Regions from separate parts of the Mus musculus genome. Here region 1 is linked to region 2. Evidence: chromatin contacts called from public Hi-C data. All regions are on one chromosome and are shown on one strand. The core of a region is the stretch at or near the end of the contact, and the rest is flanking DNA. Distances in the headings are between cores, read along the strand shown.

The links. A called contact is a pair of places that touch in the nucleus more often than the background predicts.
Region 1: a Hi-C map of cortical neurons shows a contact between it and region 2, with 2.1 times the contacts expected there. The contact joins two enhancer-like sites. A contact is called at or near these places in 2 of 484 Hi-C or Micro-C datasets (cerebral cortex and cortical neurons).

The regions. Positions count from the first base shown.
Region 1 is chr9:113,344,926-113,350,338 of GRCm38.p6, reverse strand. The region is part of intron 4 of Gm39436 (predicted gene, 39436); the gene reads left to right. Among named protein-coding and RNA genes, the nearest start is that of Gm39436, 12 kb to the left of the region's middle. Within about 2 kb of position 3,633, at least 14 of the 459 cell types and tissues checked have an H3K27ac peak or open chromatin away from gene starts, as enhancers often do. A contact at or near this core is called in cortical neurons, where this site is marked.
Region 2 is chr9:112,733,348-112,738,666 of GRCm38.p6, reverse strand. No RefSeq gene overlaps it. Among named protein-coding and RNA genes, the nearest start is that of Gm24957, 210 kb to the right of the region's middle. Within about 2 kb of position 4,031, at least 7 of the 459 cell types and tissues checked have an H3K27ac peak or open chromatin away from gene starts, as enhancers often do. A contact at or near this core is called in cortical neurons, where this site is marked.

The sequences.
Region 1 (5,413 bases), core at 2,384-4,883, 610 kb before region 2:
AGCCTAAAAGAAGGGGAAACAAAACTGGGAGACAGCTGGGTTAAGATGCCCTGTGTACGAAACAACACAGTGAGAAGCCACTGACCATTAAGTAGGTAATGGACTCACGTTAGTCTTAGAAAGAGACAAAGAATTGCACTTTACCTTCTGTCTGCTTCTGTCTCTCTGTCTCTTTCTCTGTCTCTCTGTCCATGTCTCTTTCTCTTCCTGTGTTTGTACAAATGCGATTGCATGTATGTGGAGACCAGGGGTAAACTTTGTGTGTCTTCCTTAGTCTCTCTCCAACTTGTTTTCTTTTCTTTAAGACTCATTTTATTTTATTACTTTATGTATATGAGTGTATGTATGTATGTATGTATGTATGTATGTATGTATGTATACCATGTGGGTGTGTTGGATGGCTGTGGAGGTTGGAAGAAGGCAGCCTATCTCCTGAAACTGGAGTTACAGATGGTTGTGAGTTGCATTGTGGGTGCTGGGAACTCAACTCCAATCCTCAGCATGAACATCAAGTGCTTTTAAATGCTGAACTATCTCTCTAGCCCCATCTTGTTTTGCAAGATTCTTAGCTAGCACATTAGGGTAGACTAGCTAGCTAGTGAGCTCCAGTGCTCTACCCATCTCCTCCCCTCAGTGCTGGGACTACACGTGTGCCACCATGGCCAGCTTGTCTACATGGCCAGTAAGACTCCAAACTGACTCTCATCCCTGTGAGGGAAGAACTTTACCAGCTGAACCATCTCAGCTCTGGAGACAAAGTTTCATTCTATAGCTCTGGCTTCTGTGGGACTCCATACATAGACCAGGCTGGCCTTGAACTTATGGTCATCCTCCTGCCTCTTCTCCCCGCCCCACCCTGTGTTGCTATTACAGATGTGCAGGACCATGCTTACATTGCTGTCTTTTTTCAGATCCATCCCTTCTTTTCTCTATCTACTCATCCCAACCTACAACATTTTAATGCATTAGAGACAGAGTGCTTGAGTTACCTCTTAGCATCCTTGTCTTCCTACAGACCAAGCCTTTGAGATTTCAGCTTCCTTCATCAATGCAGACTACCAAAGTATATTCCTTAAGTAAAAGTCATAAGATGTTAGTTTTGATCCTTGTTACTAGAATGAGTCTGTTAAATTCTCAGTGAGAACTCAGTGAACTCCTTCACAGAAAGGTAGGCATTTGGGAGAGGCTACAGAGCTTCACATTAAATTCTATACTTGTGTTATCACATAAGTTCATGCACTTAACTACCTGCCCCCCCAACCTAAGACTCCAGGAGAGAGTCAGAAAACCAATTAACTTCATGTTCTTTTTCATAACTCACATACATCACCTGCATTCAGTATAGGCTTTGAATCTGGTTTATTATGGAGTACGGTGTTTTATTTATTTGCATGTACTTTTTAAATAATAAAGTTTATAAAATTAAAAACAAATCTTGGATTAAGTTGGTAGCACTTATCTGATTCTCTATAAACACTGGATTTTCTTGAGCCTATTGGTTGAGGCCTTGGACTTGTGTTAAATTATATCTCCCCCCCCCCCCCCCGTAGAAGGCACGGGGCTCCATTGAACTATGTGCTGGCCTAATCCCAGTGGATCTTAAAGGTATTCTTTGAGAGTGTCAGCTCCCTCATGAGGTGACAACTAGTCATGAAAATGGCCGTGAAGGAAGTGTGTGGGCTAGGACACTGCCCTAAAGTTTGTGAGACAGAGGCTCTTCTGGCCATGGAGATCTCATTGCTAATGTCAAGCAATCCTAGGTTAGGCACCTTTCACTTGGGCAAAAAACTGCAGAGATTCTAGCATGTAGCTATTACTCCATACCCAGTACTGGTTCTGTCTCTGGTTGTAGGTATGGAGAACTTATGTGTTACATCAGCCCTTCTCTTGCTATTGCTACAAAGCAGGATTCTGAGCAGCAAGTAAGAAAAACCCCAAGGACTTGCTTTGATTGTAACGTGAAGAGCTGGAATGTGTTGGCTTTCTAAGGAGCCGGGGAGAAGGTACTACAGGTCCAAAAGGATGCTGTAGGCATCCCACCTGAGCCCCTGGCTTCTATCACCAGGCCAACTTGATCCTAAACAGCTAGACTCCTTGTGTCATTGATTGGAGACTCCTGTGCTCTGGTTACTGGAGCTCCTGTGCTCAGTCCTGCACGTAATCTAAAGTGCTGGGGGAATGTGGGCTTTCTGCCCAGCCCCATGAAAACATCAACTGGCTACAAGACACCGGAGTGTGAATGTCCGCCTGCCATGCTCCTCCCTCCCAGGTTCAGGCTGAATGTCCTCTCTGTGGCAGCCTCCTGACTTTGTACCTTTGCTTGGTCTCCTCTTCCATCCTCTACTCCCCAACTGGCCTTCCCGGGGGAGTTTTTAGTTCCTCGTTTGTATGTAGTTTTAAGTCTTTGTCTGGCACTGAGCATCTGTAAAATGGAACTAAACTGTCTCACCTTCCCTTGTGTTTCTTAAAAGCCTTCTGAAGTAAGATTTGTTCCCATTTTACAGACAAGGAAACAGGCTGAAAGGATAAAGGGACTCTGCAGTTTGTGATTCTAATCTGCTTCTGGGCCCAGTATCTGTCTGTGTGCCCTGAAACTCAATTAGAATTTGATTTGGGGCGTCTGGAGGCCACATAGGAATTGCCTCCTTAATTGAACCACAGGAATTGAGGAGACCTGGGGTCTGAGGAACCATAGGCCCCCAGCTGATGGTACTTCTGACTCCTCCTCTTCTGCACACACACACACACACACACACACACACACACACACACACAGAGAGAGAGAGAGAGAGAGAGAGAGAGAGAGAGAGAGAGAGAGCTGCTGGATAAGCCAGCAAACTCTGCAGGGCCAGTTCTGTGCTCTACTTACTGGGAAGGCCCAGGGTAGATCAGGGTGCTTGACAGCTAACAGGCACTCAGACCACTGGACCTTCGATCGAAGAACCTAACATAGGGCAGCTTCCTTTATGAGAAAGCCTTTCTGGAGAAATCAATTAAGTCCTAATGAAGGGATTTTCTGAGTTCTTAAAAAGAATTGCAACACCTTGAGTCAATTTCTTACTGTCACCTACATCATGGCTTACAGCGACGACTTCAAACCGATGCCCCTCTGAGGTACGCTTGCCAGCCCCGTTAGCTGAGTCTGTCAGGTTCTTTACCCTTGATACATTTTCAGATGATATGCATATTTTAAGAGTCCAGTGACATCAATTCTAATTCTGGGGAATTACAAATTCTTCTCCCCCATTTCTTATGCAGAAATCTTCCACTAAAATTAAGCCTAGTCATTATACCAGACATTAAACATGAGAAACGGGCTGGATCTGATTGAACCACTCCAGAGGGGGCCAAACGATGGAGTTATTATTTTTAAATTGGGAACCGATATAGCCTTTTGTGTCTTGCTGGCAGTGATATTGGATATTTTTCTTACTTGCGTTTTTATCAAACCGCCCCAGAGTGTACAAATCCGGATCACAATTCAGACGGACATGATGGCCACAGTCCCTGGAACTTTTTTTGTTGAATGCTGTGTGGGTGGACATCGGGATTGGCGAGAGGCCCCACTGAGAACAGGCGGCTGCTGGGCAGCCTCCCTTTAGCCCCGCTCCACTAATGTCTCTCCCAGTGTGGGCTAGCGCCAGGCTGCTTCTGTTATGTACCAGCCCACGATAGATAATTGCCTGCCGGCTTTGTAATGCCTTAGTTCTCGACTGGAGCTGAGAACCAGGGGATGGGCTCTCGGTGTCTAGTAGCATTTTAAGTCATAACCACACAGGGGACTGAAGTGAGATCCAAAGGAGTTTATGGACATCACCGGATTGAACTGGATGCTTAGCACATTGACTCTAGGTTTTATGTAAATAACACATGGGCCTGGGTGTTACGGATAGATGGATGGCTCTGTGGCAAACTCTCACCAGGAGTTAGCAGAGCAGTGAGTTGTCTGTTTCTTCTGGTACTGAGGGTCTGGAATCTGGACAGAGCACAGCAGGGGTGGAATATCTTGGTTTCATTTGCTGTCTGCTGGGCAGAGATGTCCTCTGTTCTTCCACTGCCCAGTGATGAGGACAGAAGATAAAGCTGGCCGGAAAGGGCAGAGCAGCAGCTCAGAGAATGCCCTTGCTGGAGGGAGGGAGGATAACAGGAAATTCTGCTTCTCTAGTTCTTGTCCCTTGGCCTTGCCTGGAAGTTTTGTTTTACAGTTGGTTGTGAGCCACCATGCCAGGACTGGGAGTTGAACTTGATACCTCTGGAAGAGCACTCAGTGCTGGTAACTGCAGAGCCATCTCTCCTGCCTGGAAGCTGTACACGTGGACATGAACGAAACTGAGAGGAGAGGAGGCTACCACACAGCACATGGTCGACCAACTGGACCATACCTCACCCCGGTCTTTACCATAAATCCTTTAAAAATCTGGGGCAGCAGCGAGGGTATCCCATTGCCAGGACTCAATCCTGCTACAGAAGTGCTGCTTTCTGTTTCTCTTAAGCCCGACCTAAGAATCCACAATAAACTTCTCTTTAAACCCCCCTTCCCCTTTATGGTCTGTGTATTTCATCCTTTGAATTCTCTAGACAAGGACACAAAAGCCACCTGTCCTAGTGGCTTTGGAGGACACTGAGTTTTACAGGACCCTAGACCACAAGCTAAGTTTATCAAGAGCCAAGAAAGACTCCATTGCTGTCAAAGACACCTTCAAATCTCCTGCCTTAACTACGAAGGTTCTAGTGGCTGGGGACAGGCTGCAAGGACTCAGCTGGGCTCACAGCTGTCTTCTGCTTTGCTGTGTGGCTTCAGGGCCCCTTCCATCTTCACAGACCACTCAAGATCAGCAAGGTGTGAAATCTCTGACAGGGGAGCTCAGAGCAAGCAAAGGAGCACAAAAGCAGAAACCCTGGAAATGGCATGTATGTATGTATGTATGTATGTATGTATGTATGTATGTATGTTTTAAGTGTGTAGGTATTTTGCTTACATGTATATTTGTGTATTTTGTGCATGCCATGCCTGTAGAATCCAGAAGAAGGCATCAGATCCATGGAACTACACAGTTCCATGCAGTTACTTGCAGACAGTTGTTTAGTTGGCATGTAGGTGCTGGGAATGAATCCAGGGTCTTCTGGGAGAGCAGCCCATGCTTTTAACCATGGCACATCTCTCCAGGCCCCTGCTCCGTTCTGCTTAGAACAGGCACAGAAGCACCACCAGGGTATTCTTCCAGTACCCCCACGCATCAGTTCATAATTAGTGGAAGGGGACTCTGCAAAGGTATGAGGTATGGAAGACATGGCCTTCTAAAGTCTGCTGGTGTGTGAGATCCTACTCTAGGCAGGATCCTTATAAAACAGGACCAGAAAGCAGTTGGTACAGGTCTCACACTCCTAGTTTGAAGGTGTCTCAGGTCAGCTG
Region 2 (5,319 bases), core at 2,782-5,281:
AGATTAACTCAAGGTCATCCATGAAATGGTTATCAAAGCAAAACATGAACTCCATCTTTCAGGTTTTGGGTACTGGTTTAATCTCTCCATACCCAGACATTTCTTCAATATATGTTATATAACCTCTAATTCTTTTTGGTTACAATCCCCGGACTTTCACTCTCTAGCTCAGTTACTTAGAATATATGCAGTGAGCTTGCTGCACTGATTTTGTTTGCTCCTCTAGCCATACTCCACTAACAGATTTTCATGCAGGATTTGAAGGTTATGAGATTTGGAGCCGTTAAATCTTTGTCACGAAGATGTGTGTTTTTTTTTCCAGCAGCTATCAAAACCTCATTTTCAAATTCAGATTTAAAATTTGCATAGTTTATTTGACAACCTCACTGCCGATGATCAATACCACACAGAAATGAAAATAAATTATAATTCTATATTCATCATACCATCCTATCATTTTGTGTTGTCTAAGCCTCATGCTTGTAGAAGAGTTTTTTTTTAATCCATTGACAGTTCCATAACCTTTCACATTATGATTTTCCATAGGAGATGGATGAGGGGGACCCACCCCTCTTTGGCCACCAGGAAGGTGTAAAGCATTGTAAAGTCTTTGTTAGTGTTCATGATAAATATATCTTTATTAAAAATGATTTTAATTCTCATATACATACGTGTATGTCTCTGTGTGGTATGTACTCATAAGTCCAGTGGCCTTGGACGCCAGAGGAAGAGGTCAGGTCCCTGGAGCTGGAGATAAAGATGATTGTGAGCTGCCTCACATGAGTGATGGAAATTAAACTCAGTTCTTCTGCAAGAGCAGTAAGTCTCTCCAATGCCTTAATGTCAAATAAGTTCGATATAAAGTCTACTGGAAACTCAACTTCCTATAAATTGGAGAATGGGGCAATTTCACTATCTAACTAGGAGCTGTTGAACTCTCCTTTGGTTCCTTGAGTAGCGGGGGCTGTCTACCAGTTGTAACATCCAGCTGGGCTGTATTTATGTCAGTACCAGCTGTCTAACAACATCCTGGGACACCCCCTGGCACAACTCCACAAAGAATGAAGCTGATTATTCCCCCTCCTGTAGGTGTAGACTCTTAGAACCACTTGATACAGGTTAGACCTAGCAATTTGCTACCAAAGCCTTCTGGAACTCTTAATGAATGTTGAATCTTTTTCTTTTATTAAAAATTTTTTATTAGATATTTTCATTATTTACATTTCAAATGTTATCTCCTTTCCTGGTTCCCTTCCCTCCCGAAGCCCCGTATCCCATCCCCGCTCCTCCTGTTTCTATGAGGGTGTTCCACCCACCCACCCACTCCTGCCTCCCTGCTCTTCTATTCCACTACACTGGGGCATCCATCCAACCTTCACAGGACCAAGGGCCTCTCTTTCCACTGATGCCTGACAAGCCATCCTCTGCTGGAGCCATGGATCCTCCATATGTACTCCTTGGTTGGTAGTTTAGTCCCCAGGACCTCTGGAGGGTCTGGTTGGTTGATACTGTTGTTCTTCCTGTGGGGTTGCAAATCCTAGCTAGAGGGGAACCATCTCCCCTAAGGGAGGGACTATTTGTAACCTATATTAAGAGGTCAGGCTTCGATTCATCCAAACATGGCTTCTGGGACTATTTCGAAGGAGATTGCTGCCTTCATTTATTCAGTCAGAGGGGAGATGCCCCATGTGCAGCCTCTCTTGGTTTCACACCATAAAGCTCAGCAGGTGTCTTAATCCTTGGAGCCATCTTGCTTTCTCTACCTACATTCAAAAGTATAGGCTGAGCTGGTAACAGGAAGAGAGAACTGGATGTAAAAATGATTCCAATACCCCCAACATTGCTAAGCTTGTGGATTTGTCCCCAAGTTCCAGTGGATTTGAATTCATCCTGTACTGTGGATTGGGTGGCACATTGTCAATAGTTCTGCCCACCTGGTAATAGGTTTGTACCCATGCTTGAGGGATCACAATTGCTCAGCTACCCAGTTCCTGAGTAGGCCACCAGGTCCAGAGCAGCTGTGGACATCTCCCAGACATCCTACATCAGCCCAGTAGCAGCCTCTGATTGTAGAGCATCAGGAAGCCTGATGAATGGAGGTCAAGAAGAGAAATAGTTCCTGAGTACGTAAAGCAGGAAGAAAGAAAGCAGTAGACTAAGAGATGATGATGATGATGATGGTGATGATGATGATGAAGAAGACAGTGATGATGACAGTGGTGGTGATGGTGATCATGGTGGAGGATGATGGTAATGGTGATAATGATGCTGGTGGTAGTGGTAATGCTGAGGAGAAGGAGGAGGAAAAGGAAGAAGAGAAAGAGGAGGACATGAAGATGGGGAGAAGGTTTTTAAGGAGACAGAAGAGAACATACCCAACCTGTTATCCAGAAGAGTTCCAGAGAGCCATTGGGTTTTGAGGACCCATTGTCTGAGAGCTATAGCCTTGGCTACAGCCAATGACTAAAATCCTGAATCCCAAGGCTAGCACAAGGATAATACCCATGGATGCTACTTGCCTGCTGTTGCTTCTGTCTGCTTACAACAGCCAAACAGTGGAGGAAACAATAGTTTCCATAGCCCAAGCTTATCTAGGCTCAGTAAAACTCCCTCAGCAAGCTGAACTTTTAACACATGCCTTTGTTGACATAGAACTTTGTTGTTCTGTGGTTTGTTATTTTTGCAGGAAGGACAAAGTTCTGTGGAAATGTGCCATTGAGACTGTCACCTGTTAGCTGTTTCCTGCTCAAACAAGCTCACAGGAACAGGTATTCAACACACTGGTCATAGAAATACAATCCATATGCAGCAACTCACTAAGACCCTGCAACTCTTAGAACAAGTATTCTATTTCACTTGTAAACTTTAATTTCTTAACATTATTCAGCATTATAAAGTGTTGTTCTTGAAAGATAAATGAAGTTCTTTGTGTGGAAATCTTCTGCATTGTGGAGGGGGCAGCAAAGCCACACACCCTAGAATCTATTATGGTGTTAATGTATATTATTGAGAGAAGATAATGAGGACACCTTGGACAGGTTAGGCAAGGCTTTGTCCTTGGGTAACAAACACAGAAATCTTCTTTTTCTTCCTTTCCTAGAGTTTGTCACTGAGATATTTTTAGCTCACTGCAAGTGAGTGACTCGGCTCTGTGAACAAGTGTCTCACACTCTATACTGCGGGAAATGCTATTTATTATTGATGCCACTATGCATATTCTATGGCACAGAAAACATGCTAAATTTTCTACTGGTCCCTTTGGCACAAAGGAGAAGAAAACTTTTTAAAAGGAAAACATTGCTTCATCTATAATAAATTAATCACAACTCAATATGTGGGTTTTGAAAGTAACAAAGCACATTGCAGCTACTTTCGAAGGGATTTTAGGCTATATGCAAATAAGAGGCTCTAAAACTTTCAATTTGGAGATTAGCATATTGATGCTTTCTTTGCCCCTGGTTATGCTTGCCCTACCTACAGTGTTGATATTCTCTCTGCAGTCCCGAATAGGAGCAGACAGGAAATAATTAACTCTCATTTGTAAAGTGTTTTATGGTTCAGTTTTGTGTCCATAGTTCCCATTCATGTTTCTTTTGCAGTCTTTGGAGACACACAATGAAAGTGGTCTCCCACTGACCCCACATTCTAAATAAATGAATCAGATCATAGAATAGGTGTGAAGTGGACCATTCAATGCTCTGCCAGGTTCTAAGGTTTCTGCATGCCCTGACCCCCCTTGAGGTTTCTTCTAAGATGTGAAATGTCTGTCTGCCTATTTATTGCCTTTCTGCAGAACGGTTTTTATATAGATGCTTTATTCAGCCCATCTGTTTCTAAACTTGTCTTACGAAATCTCTGTGTTGGATTATTTCTATGTCTCTTGGCTGCACTTATTTTCTGGGATGCTATACTCACTCTTAGTACTTAATATGTGTAAGATCAGACATCAGACAGAAAACAAGACAGGGAACAAGTATCTGCGTCTCTGACAGGGTACCATGGTTCTGTCCTTATGTCAGCATGACAGGGGTGGGCATAGACAGTGTGTGTCCCTATCCATGAGAGGACATCTGCTAGATGCTATATGTGACATCACAACTAGTCTGGCTGTCATTCTTTAGGCCAAGTCCTCCTTATAAGACCTTGTTTCCTGACAAAGCTATTAAGGAGGAAATGGCTTGTAAGAACATTTTCCTGCTTTATAAAGCTCTGTGCAGGGGTATATGAACAACTATAATTATCATTATTAATATAGGCCTCTTCAGAGCAACCAGAAGCAACTGCTTATTACTGAAGAAAAATAATTTCCACTTGTTTGAAGCCACAGTGACATTGCATTCTGTCTATGACAGGTAAGGCTTTACAACACAATTGGGGACAGATGAGAAATTTTATATAAATTTGTTTTTTATTTTTATTAAAGCGCTTCTATTTTGCACTTGTGTTTTGCCTGCCGACATGGGCTAAGTACATGGAAGGAAAAAGCTTAAAGGCATACTCTCATCCTAGCTTTTCTTAGACCTCTCGGTTACCCACTAGCTATAACACATGAAGGAAGTCCACTGTAAGATGCATAAGGCTTTTAAAGGATGCCTAAAAACCTAATCTAAGCATCTTTGGTTGTTCTGTGTACATATGTGATCTACCACAAGAGTCCTGACAACCACCTGGATGGTACTGTGTCTTAGCCCATCATCCGGCATTCACTCAGAAAAGAACATAGTACTCCCTCATACCTCCTGTGTTCCTAAGCAAACTTCATATCCTCTTCATTGAGAAACCCACTGTCACCATGTTGGAGTGCCATGAGTCTGAAGCAGATTCCGGTTTTCATTGTACAGATCACTGAGAAAAGAAAATCAAACAAACACGCCTACCTTCCTATAAGGAAGGATGACAATGATGTAAAGAACGATGTAAATAAATCAATAGGTCAGTGACTGCACATGTGACTTACAGCTGGGATAGAAAACAAGAAGGCTCCTTGTATGACCACTTGCCTGAAAGAGTTTGTAGAAAGAGGTGAACCATGGACTAGACCCAATGGTTACTTTCCTGCTTATTTAACTTGATTCTGTTTAAAAATCCCTCTATAAAGATGAGGTTAGTAAAGCATGCAATACATTTAACAGATGGGTTAAAAATAGAAAAACAAAAAGAGGAGATAGGAGCTCAGGAAGAGGAAAGGGGAGGGGGGACAGTAAGGGAAAAGAACGCCACAAGTCAGTAAAAGCATCAATGCTTACTGCAGTGCTCTTAGTGGTAGCTCACTTACAGAATGACATATGTGCTCAGGTTACAGAATGGCCTACATGCTTA